Linked DNA regions of Rattus norvegicus: region 2 is linked to region 1. The links are chromatin contacts, called in public Hi-C maps. All regions are on one chromosome and are shown on one strand. Each heading gives the region's core, a stretch centred on a gene start, on an enhancer-like site or on the middle of the called end of the contact. The rest is flanking DNA. Distances are from core to core; before and after follow the strand shown. Region 1 holds the start of Pak1ip1 (PAK1 interacting protein 1). Region 2 has its middle 81 kb from the start of Gcnt2.

Region 1 (5,190 bases), core at 1,050-3,549:
GATGCACAGAACACATGAAACTCAAGAAGGATGACCAAAATTCAAATGCTTCACTCCTTTTTTAAAAGGGGAACAAGAATACCCTTGGGAAGGAATAGGGAGGCAAAGTTTAGAACAGAGGCAGAAGGAACACCCATTCAGAGCCTGCCCCACATGTGGCCCATACATATACAGCCACCAAACTAGATAAGATGGATGAAGCAAAGAAGTGCAGGCCGACAGGAACCGGATGTAGATCTCTCCTGAGAGACACTGCCAGAATACAACAAATACATAGGCGAATGCCAGCAGCAAACCACTGAACTGAGAACGGGACCCCGTTGAAGGAATCAGAGAAAGAACTGGAAGAGCTTGAAGGGGCTTGAGACCCCATATGAACAACAATGCCAACCAACCAGAGCTTCCAGGGACTAAGTCACTACCCAAAGACTATACATGGACTGACCCTGGACTATGACCTCATAGGTAGCAATGAATAGCCTAGTAAAAGCACCAGTGGAAGGGGAAGCCCTTGGTCCTGCCAAGACTGGACCCCCAGTGAACGGAATTGTTGAGGGGAGGGCGGTAATAGAGGGAGGATGGGGAGGGGAACATCCACATAGAAGGGGAGGGGGAGGAGTTAGGGGGATGTTGGCCTGGAAACCAGGAAAGGGAATAACAATAGAAATGTAAATAAGAAATACCCAAGTTAATAAAGATGGGGGGAAAAAAGATTCAGGAAATTAACGAAATAAAGATGAAGGACTTTCAGCAATCACACTTCCTCTGTTGTAATTTTAAAAATACCCACACTTATATTTCTCCAACAGCAGCAGCTATTTCCCTGGAGGTAGGTAATGAGGGGGTGGAGCGTTTCCCAGAACAGAGAAAATAAAGCACAGGACTCTGAAACAGTTTTACTCATCCCCATTTTTTGGAAATGATACTATTGCATTAAAAATTGAGTATGAGCGCCCTGGGTTTGGTCCCCAGCTCCGAAAAAAAAAACTGAGTATGAGCTAACGTAAACTGTATCACACCACGGGTAGGACAATAATCAGACCTCTTTGTTCCAAGCTAAGGAGACATATTCCAACTTTAGTAATTCTCTGGAGAAAATAATTAACTAACATGCTCAGGGTTACTAGCAGTAACTGTACACAAATTAATTAATACAAGGGTTTCCACTGGACTGGGGGCTTGCAAGTGGAATAGCCCAAACTAGAAGAACACCGCCCTTCCCATAATTGAAAAATCTTCAGAACATCCAAAGTGAAATTATTTCCCTCAGACTCGAACAAAACCGGCCGTCAGAGAACAAGTGTTTGAGAATAAAGTCTCAGTAAGTACTTAAGGACTCCATTAACTCGACACATACCTGTGTCAAGATCTGACATAATCACCCGCTATGACGTATGCACTTTTGACATCCTCAGAAAACTCATCCCTGACCCTTCCTAAAATGTATGGAAACCTCGAAGTTAAAAAAAAAAAAAGATGTTGCTTTCATTAACTTTTGCACTTTGCCCCTTAATATAGGTGACGTACACTAGAGGAAATGCGAGTCTTCCATTTCGAACCCTACTGTCCTCCTCTCTGAAGACAATCTTTTTCCCCCGTGGCTCAGAGCGTGTCCTAACGCGGGCCAGTTTGATTAGATCGGAGAAGCCAGCAGGCAAGAAGGGCTGAGGAGATGGACCGCTTGGCCTGCGGGCGGGACACGGACTGGCAGGATCGGGCTCTCAGTCCAGCGAGGGGACACTGCCAGCTCTGGTTCCAGCGAGCCCTGATCGTCCCCGGGCCGACCCGACAGAGAAGCCCCTAATCTGCTCTCTACACTAAAAGGAAACCCTTCGCTTGTGACCCAAGCCATGGGGTGGCTGCAGGCGCTGACCTGGGCGACGAAGCGAGAGACCGCCTCTTAATAGTAAGAAAATTACAATCGAAGGAAACCTAACTCTAGACTCCTAATCCGCTGCCACACTCCAGGAACTACGAAGGGAGTTTCAACAACCGCAACCTCCGAGGCCGGAAGTGGATCCGCCCCTTCCTTAGGCGCACCGGAAATTGGTGCTTGAGCGGAGTCTGTCCCGCCCACTCCCCAAGGCTGGCGGAGCTCACGGCTTCCATGGATTTGCCTGCTTGCTACAACTTTTTTCTCTGCTCTGCAATCCTCCTCCTGCGGCTTCATTCCTCCAGCTTGTCGTAGAAGGGCCACGTGACATTCGAGAGCGTACTCCGTTATTGCCATCTGCAGGCGCCTAAAAGGTGCCCCCTGATGGATGACGTATAATTTGCGCGCCGACTTCCGAAAGGCGGTCCTCCGCTTCCATTGGGTTCCCACGCCGGCTTCTCCGGCAAGGCACGTGTGCTGCTGAATGGAGCTGGTCGCTGGCAGCTACGAGCAGGTCCTCTTTGGGTTTACAGTGCACCGCGGGCCCGCGAAGAGTGGCCACCGGGAGGTGAGGCACCGCGAGTCCGGGGCTGCGGGGGACCGGCGGGCTGATTCCTCCCCGCCAGAACCGTGGCGTCTGTCGTTTATTGCTGGGTCCCCGTGGAGGACTTGTTGGAAAACGGACAGGTTTATGCAGATAATCCTAGCTCTGGAGAGGCTGAGACAGAAGGATAGTGAGCTCAGAGCTTGGGTAGAAGGATCCTGCTCTTTATAGAGTAGAGGCTTTTCAGAATGAGATAATATTCACTTGTTAAAGTAGATAAAATGTCCACAGAAGGAAACGAAAAATGTTCATGTCGATGGGGGGAGTAGATGAATGGTTGACAGAGGAGGTTGGGGCCAACTTACAGAAATGAAGTTTGGTGGGAGGACTGTTTTGGGGTGTTTTGTGTTTTTGCCTTGAAAGGTAACTATAGTCGACAGCAATTAATCGTATATTTTAAAGTAGTTACTGGAGAGTATTTTGAACTCAAAGACATAGTTCATCGTTGAGGGCATAGGTTGTCTTTTTCATACCTGATCTATGTGTGCATTGAAATCCCATTGTGCTCCATAAATATATACAGTTATATGGTAATTAAAAAGAAAAAAACTTAAAGTATTCTCAAGGCATGAAAAACTGGCAATTTTATAACATACATGAAAAATAAGGTGTGCATTTAAACTGACAATTACTATAGTTCTTCAAGTTCTAATGTAAAAATACCTTTACCTTTCACTGAGTTTCAATCCTGGTTAACAAACTTCAATAGAGCTGGTGAGATGGCTCAGCGGTTTAAGCGCTGGCTGTTCTTCCAGATCTGGTTTAATTTCCAGTCACCTACAGTGGCAGCTCACAACTGTAACCAACGGATCTGATACCCTCATACAGACATCTATACAGTCAAAACACCAATTACATAAAATAAAAGTTACATATAAAAGAAGTATTCCAACTGGATTGGGAGGAAGAAAGTGATGCAGACTTACTATTTACTGTGGGCAGGGGGAAATGTGCCAGAGCTGTGGATCCTGCTCTTGTAGCCTTCTTGGTCGAAGGAATGGCGAGCAAAAGAAATACAGGGAGGTAAAATGTAGCACAGTAAGAAATGTATTTTTGTCAGGTATGAAAATAAGATACAGTAAATTGCCAACATAATAGTCAAATAGAAAACAGGATTAGAAGTGTCACCTAGCAGGGCCCCACCCTTAATCCCAGCACTTAAACCCGGCAGAGGCAGGGGGATCTCCAGGCAAGGATGGTTTACACAGGGAAATTCTGTCTCAAAAACAAAACAAAACAAAACAACTCAAAAAACAAAAAATACCCAAACAAGCAAAAAAGAAAAAACAAATGTGATCCCTTAATACTCTAATGATTATTTCTTGAACAGTTGTACTTATCACCTACAAATCTTTTGTTGAGAATTCTTTTTTTTTTGTTGTTGTTGTTGTTGAGCTGGGGACCGAATCCAGGGCCTTGCGCTTCCTAGGCAAGCGCTCTACCACTGAGCTAAATCCCCAACCCTGAGAATTCTTTAGTGTGTGTTGTGGGTTTCTTGTTGTTGTTCTTGTTCTTGTTAAGTATACTCATTCCAGAAGTACAGCAACCCTGAGACTGATACAGCCATTCTCATCTTATAGATGAACAGTTGGGAGGTTTATAGGGCAAGAGACACTCAAAGCCCATGGTTTATGAATACAACATGTCAAGGTCCTCCAGATGTTTCCCAGGCTTATGTTGTTAACAATTCGGGGTGCTGCTTCTAAACCTAGCCAGTAACCAAGATAACCAATATTATTTATGTAATTTGAACAAACACATGATGTCTTGATATAAAGCTGTACCATGATTGAGTCAGGTGGCTCATGTCTGTAATCAGGAGGCTGAGGCTGGAGGATTCAGAGTTTAAATTTAAGCCAGCTGTCGTGGTACCTGTCTTTAATCCTAGCACTTGGGAGGACAGCCATAGCTACAATATGAGACCCTGGAGAGGGCACATGGGGGGACAAAAGGAAGCCTGCTGTTCCTGAGGAATGAATGGACTACCTGCTCTGTAGTTCTTTAGGACATGATATGTAGTGACTGACTTTAAGCATATGTAAAGAACTTTGCTGGTTTTGCTTTTTGGGTGGGGTTTTTTTTTTTTTCCTTCCCTGGTTTGTTTGGCTAATAAATTTTCCCATGGAGCTCCTTTAATTTGAAGAGCACTGCATTTGTGTGTGCCTTCTTCTGTTCTTTGCACTCATCCAGTCATGGTTCTCAGACCAGAAGTATATAGTAACAAGCATCTGGTCCCCAAGACAAATTACTAGCAGTTCTCTAGGGCTCGTGGTAGTTCTTCTACACACACACACACACTATATATATATAATCCTGTTGTTTTCCTTAAGGGCTTATCATGGTTATCTCTGTATCTTCACATTAACGTGTTTTCTATCTCTTTTCTTAAAGTGAAAGTATTATTTGAACACAGACTTCTCTGTTTATTGTTTTTTCTACTACCCATAGTGGTATCGAGCATATATAATAGAATAGTTACATAGACATAGAGAAAGTGGGCAGTTATTGGAATTAATCTACATAAAAATTGAACATTTGAATAAATTACTGACATGGACGTCTATGGGATCTACGTTACTGGGATCTGGAAGCATGTTCCTGAGTTCATCTCTCCTTACACTCCTTATTCAGCTCTTGGGTCCTTTTTTGTCCTTTAATTTGTGTATTATTACATAGTTTTTCTCCACTCGCAGGATCCGCTGCTTGCTTCTCA
Region 2 (5,190 bases), core at 1,327-3,826, 170 kb before region 1:
GTCTAAGGTAGGAACCACCGTCTCTATCATCCACCAACCTGTGCCCACTCAGAGGACCAACGAGGAGCTACTGTTTCCATTTTCTCTTTACTAAGTTGAATCTAGTCTTCCCAAATTCTGAAAACAAATAGATAATTTTAAAAAATATATATTTATATTATATATTTATATATATTATAATATATATTTATATTATATTTATTGTAGGGAGCCATATTGGATTTGGGCCTGGCCGCTTTGTGACTGTATGGCCACAGTTAAGATGACTGCCATAAAGTCTTGAGATTGTTGGACAAAAGCCTCTCCCATGAATTTACAGCACAGGAAGAAAATAATCACGAAATGCTTTGAGCCCGGCTGATGCACGTGGAACCGACACACCTGGGCCACACCTGGGCGGTGGTCAATTCTCTCTTGCCTTTTGCTTCCTCAGCCTTTATTCTTGAGATTTAGGCTGGTCTTCTTGGATTTCTCCCTAATTAATTCAGGTCTCGTAGTTGGTCTTTTGTTACCGAAGTCAGGATCCAGGTAGTCATGAGCCAGGGTTTCCCACTGTGCTTCCCAGATATTTTCTTTTCTCCCCCCCCCCGCCCCCCAGAGCTGGGGACCGAACCCAGGGCCTTGCGCTTGCTAGGCAAGTGCTCTACCGCTGAGCTAAATCCCCAACCCCTCAGATATTTTCTACCTGGGGAACTTGGTGGTGAATAAAGCTACAGGAGTCTTTCTCTCTCTTCCTCTCCTGGCTTGACACAAATAACCTGTGTGTGAGTGTTTCTTTAATCCCGCAGGCTTTCGCCCGATTCTCGGTACCGTGTCGGTGCAGGCACCGACAATTTATATATATTATTATATATTTATATTATATACAAATATATATAATACTTCTTCTTTCCATTTTCATGAGCATTTTTTCTCAGAGGAATTTCTCACCCTTCATCATTATTGAGGAAGGAAACTTTCTTAGGATGATTGTGTTTAAGTACACAAATATTTTTGGAGATGAGAATGTTCTAGAAATATGATATATAACAAACAGGGACAGTTACAATGGTATCTAATGGCATCTTTTGTTATATGTCCTTACTTTTTTGTTATATGATCTTCCAGTGAAGCCCTTGCTGCCCTGAGACTTACTTTGCAAACCAAGCTGCCCTTGAATTCAAAGAAATGTGCTTACCTCCCCACCACCACCCCAAGTACTGGGACTAAAGGCATTTGCCACTACATCTGGATTATTTTTACAACTTTTTAAAGCAAGTCTTAGGGTTCAGGTTATGAATCAGTTAGTAGCATGCTTGCCCAGAAGGTACACAGCCCTGGCTTCAACCTTCAACAGCAGATAAACCGAGCATGGCAGCACATGCTTGTAATTCAAGCACTGAGGAAGTAGAGACAGGAGGGTGAGGAGTTCAAGGTTATCCTCAACCACACGGCAAAGTGAAAGCCAGCCTGAGATACAGGTCGACACCCAGGCTCAGACAGAAACCAAAAGCTTTTGATGTTGGCAATTCGGCATGGGAGGTCTCAGATTCTAAACCTCGGAGATTAGAAAAGGGTCAGATTTTCCTTTGATGGTACATGATTAAAAACTGGCCTTGCACTTCAGTGACCTTGGTCCTCCGTGCAAGGACACTTTAACTACAAAATGACAGGCGGAGGACCTGAGGTACGAAGTTGGTACTCGGAAATAAGCTGGTGCTCTAGGCTAACTCTGGAGTTTATAAAAAGAAATCTGTTTACCTGAGATAGCTAAGGACGAAGAGGGTGTGTGTAAATATGACCTATTATATAATCAACTGCCCCCGAAAGGCCGACTAAAACCACCTGCTCACCCAGGCTCCAGTATCAGTCCTGTGTTCCTTTGAACCTATTTACCAAATCCTGATAAGATCAGCCCACAGTAAGTGTTATCAACTCTGTGTTTCAAAGTACAAATACAGGCCTCTGAAAAGCACAAATGTTACCTTTTGACTGAAATTGGCATCTGGGAATAGAGAGTGCGTATAAAAGCAGATCTCGAGACGCTCAGACAACCACAAGCCTGTTTAATCTGTCCCTTGGTTGAGGGTCGAATCTCACTCATTGTTGCACGTGCTGCTGGTAGCATGCTAGTCAGAGCTGGACACGCCTGTAGGATTTCGAAACAAATAGAGAAGTAACTTGTTCCTATTGGCTGCTCTCAGAAGTCCCTCTAGGTGCCCAAACGGAACTTCCTTTCCCTATAAAATATTGTGACAGAGAAGACACCCCTAACTCTGTTCTTATTTCTGTCAGTGGGATGACCTTTTGGAGAGCATTAGACTTCTCTGAACAACAGGAGAGTGAGAATTTAAACGTTGGTGTTCAAAGAACATGAAAACAAGTTCATTTTTATTTCAGTGTGTTTAGGACACTGACGGTTGGGCATACATTCGGTTGGTTGTGTGTTTTCCTCTCTTATTCTTTTCTGCAGTATGCGAGCTGGAATCCAGAGCCTTGCAACTTGCTAGACAAGAGCTGCCCTGAGACATGTTTTGAGCCACGGCTTTCGATGCCTCTTAGCACTGCAAAGAAAGGGAAGAAACACTGAGCTATTCTTAATATGGCCACTAGGGGGCAGCACCACATCTTGACAAGGGCTCCACTGCAGCGGGGTCCAGGGTGGAGTTGGGAGACCAGGATATTCGAATTCTTTTAATTTTTTCCAACCATTTAAAAGCATTAAATCATTCTAAGGTTTGAAAACTGTGTAAAAATATTCATCAAGCCACGCTGGGCCCCCAGCCTTAGTTTTGTTGCTCCTTGCTGTCTTAGGGTTTCTGTTGCTGTGACTGCTGTCAGGTAGCCAGCAGAAAAGATTGCTTAGCCTCTGACTACACTGAGTGTTTGGAAGCCCAGTGTCGCGTTGAGCTTTCCTCGGGGTGAGCTTTTAAGACAGAAGCCATGTTCTAGGTTGCCATACTTCTGTTAACAAGGACAATTAGCCAGGAGTGGAACTACAGAAGCTAAAAGACAGAGTTAGTACATTTAGAGACTTTCCCAGAAGTATATGGGCTTTGATAGGTTAGGCCTATGTCAAACAGAAGTTTGTCAGGTAGGGCTGAACATGTGCGGAGTTTACAATCTGGATGGTACTTCTATCATGGAGTCACTTGTGCTCAGTCCTGGGGCCCCCTTACATGATGACCAAAAGAGACTCGAGTCAGAAAGGATTTACTTCAGCTTATGACTCTCAGGTCACACTCTGTCACTGAGGGAAGTTAGAGTAGGAAGTCAAAGCAGGAACCTAAAGGCTAACTTCCCTCAGTGTTCCTCATCTTACTTTGACCACCTGCCCAAAGGTGGCATCACCCAGTAAGCCAGGCTCTCCCACATCAATCATTAACCAAGAAAATGTACCACAGGCTTGCCCTCAGGTCAATCTTGTAGGGATAGTTCCCCAACTGTGGTTTTCTCTCAAATGAGTCTATATGTGTCGAGGTGAAGGAAAAGAAGAAGGAGGGGGAGGAGGAGGGGGAAGAGGAGGTAGAGGAGGGGGAGGAGGAGGAGGAGGAGGTGGGGGAGGAGGAGGAGGGGAGGAGGGGAAGGAGGAGGAGGAGGGGAGGAGGGGGAGGAGAAGGAAGTAACCAGGACATCAGATTTAGAGGTAAGAAAGAGGCTCAGCCTAACTCATCCCTTTGGCTCTCCCATGAACAAGATGCTAAAAGTACAGTGGTCAACAGACAGATACAGTATTCCTGGAGCTTATTAAAGCAGACACACAATTATAGGGCAGACAGGATTCTGTTAGGTGGAGGGGCTTCCCAGCTTAGACTTGGGACAGCAGGAAAGAGTCACCAGGAATCCTATGCCACTCCAGGACCTGAAAAGTGAGAAGGACCTCTTTGAGACAGAGGAGAGACTATTTCAGCTTGGAGGCCTATGGAATCAGACGTCAGATTTCACTGCTGGGAGAAGTGGTCTTCATAGTCCTCTCTACCACAGTGGGTGAATGGTAAGGTCCAGGAGTTTTAAGCCAGCCTGACCATCCCCAAAAGGAAGGAAAGTCTAGTGTGACATATTTCTATAATCTTAGCACTAAGGAAGCTGAGGCAAGAGAGTCAGGAATTCAAGGCTAGCCCTAGGAGTGTATTGAGTTTAAGGTCAACATCTGCTACATGACACTCTGCTTCAAAAAGAAAGAAAGAAAGAAAGAAAGAAAGAAAGAAAGAAAGAAAGAAAGGAAAAGAAATGAAATGAATGGTAGTAGTGACAGGCACCTTTAATCCCAGCACTGGGGAGGAAGAGGCAGGTGAATCTTTGAGTTGGAGGCCAACCTGATCTACTAAGTTTCAGGATAGATAGGCTACACTGAGAAACTCTCTCTGGGGGGGGGAGGGGGGGAAGGGAGGGGGGAGAAGAAGGGAGGGAGGAAGGAAGGAGGAGAGAAGGAAAAAGAGACAAAGGAAGGGGCAGAAGGAAAAAGAGAGGGAAGGAACATTCAAGTTTAATACTCCACGGTGCTATTCACCCACTGTTAGACCAGTTGGTTTGCTTTTGAGTTTCAACTTCCCAGTCTGCAAAATGGGTATGCAGTCAGCATCTCTCTGGCTGTCAATGGGTCAATAGAAACAAACCTGCTACAGAATATTGGTCACCATGGACTAAGAAATGATAGGACAAACCTGGTGTATTATTATATCTCCATGAAAGGGGAAGAACAGGGTGGACTACTGTAAGTTTCAAAAATTGATGTGGAATTTTATATGATGACAGAAATTTAAGGTTATAATTGTTATAACAGACTGTATATTCATTCGAATTTTATTTAAGGTATATAGGCATATACAACTCGTTTCAACATGTAATGTAAAGTCTTAGTCTCTTGAAAGCTACCACCATAAACTGTTAAGGTTAGTTAGTTAGTTAGTTAGTTAGTTAGTTAGTTAGTAGTCAGTCAACTTATATTAGATATCTACCCAGCTGAGGCCTAAGCTTTGCATCATTGAAAGGTCTCCGTGTCTTTATTTTTGGCTGGCAAGTTCCGAGGGTCATACAACACCATTGGCTTCCATTTTTCTCCACTTGTAGATTGAGTTGACATGAAGAATGTTAATGTTACCTCCAACCTTGAAAAGTAAGACTACCTGTTCTTTATTTTTAGATCGAAATATTGGGCGATTGTGGCTAACGGGACCCGCCTCTGGCCAGCTGTGATGACCTTAACTTGAA

What was found. Hi-C and Micro-C count contacts between places; a contact is called where the count stands out from the background.
Region 2: a contact with region 1 is called in a Hi-C map of hepatocytes, with 1.8 times the contacts expected there. The contact joins the enhancer-like site here to the promoter of Pak1ip1 in region 1. A contact is called at or near these places in 4 of 12 Hi-C or Micro-C datasets (Schwann cells, frontal cortex, hepatocytes and 1 more).

What each region holds. Positions count from the first base shown.
Region 1 is chr17:23,956,164-23,961,353 of GRCr8, reverse strand. It overlaps Pak1ip1 (PAK1 interacting protein 1), which reads left to right and starts at 2,299. Exons shown (of 10, transcript NM_001037356.1): 1 at 2,299-2,441. The coding sequence starts at 2,358. It also overlaps a transcript of C17h6orf52 not described here.
Region 2 is chr17:24,123,372-24,128,561 of GRCr8, reverse strand. No RefSeq gene overlaps it. Among named protein-coding and RNA genes, the nearest start is that of Gcnt2, 81 kb to the right of the region's middle. Within about 2 kb of position 2,576, at least 7 of the 93 cell types and tissues checked have an H3K27ac peak or open chromatin away from gene starts, as enhancers often do. A contact at or near this core is called in hepatocytes and liver, where this site is marked.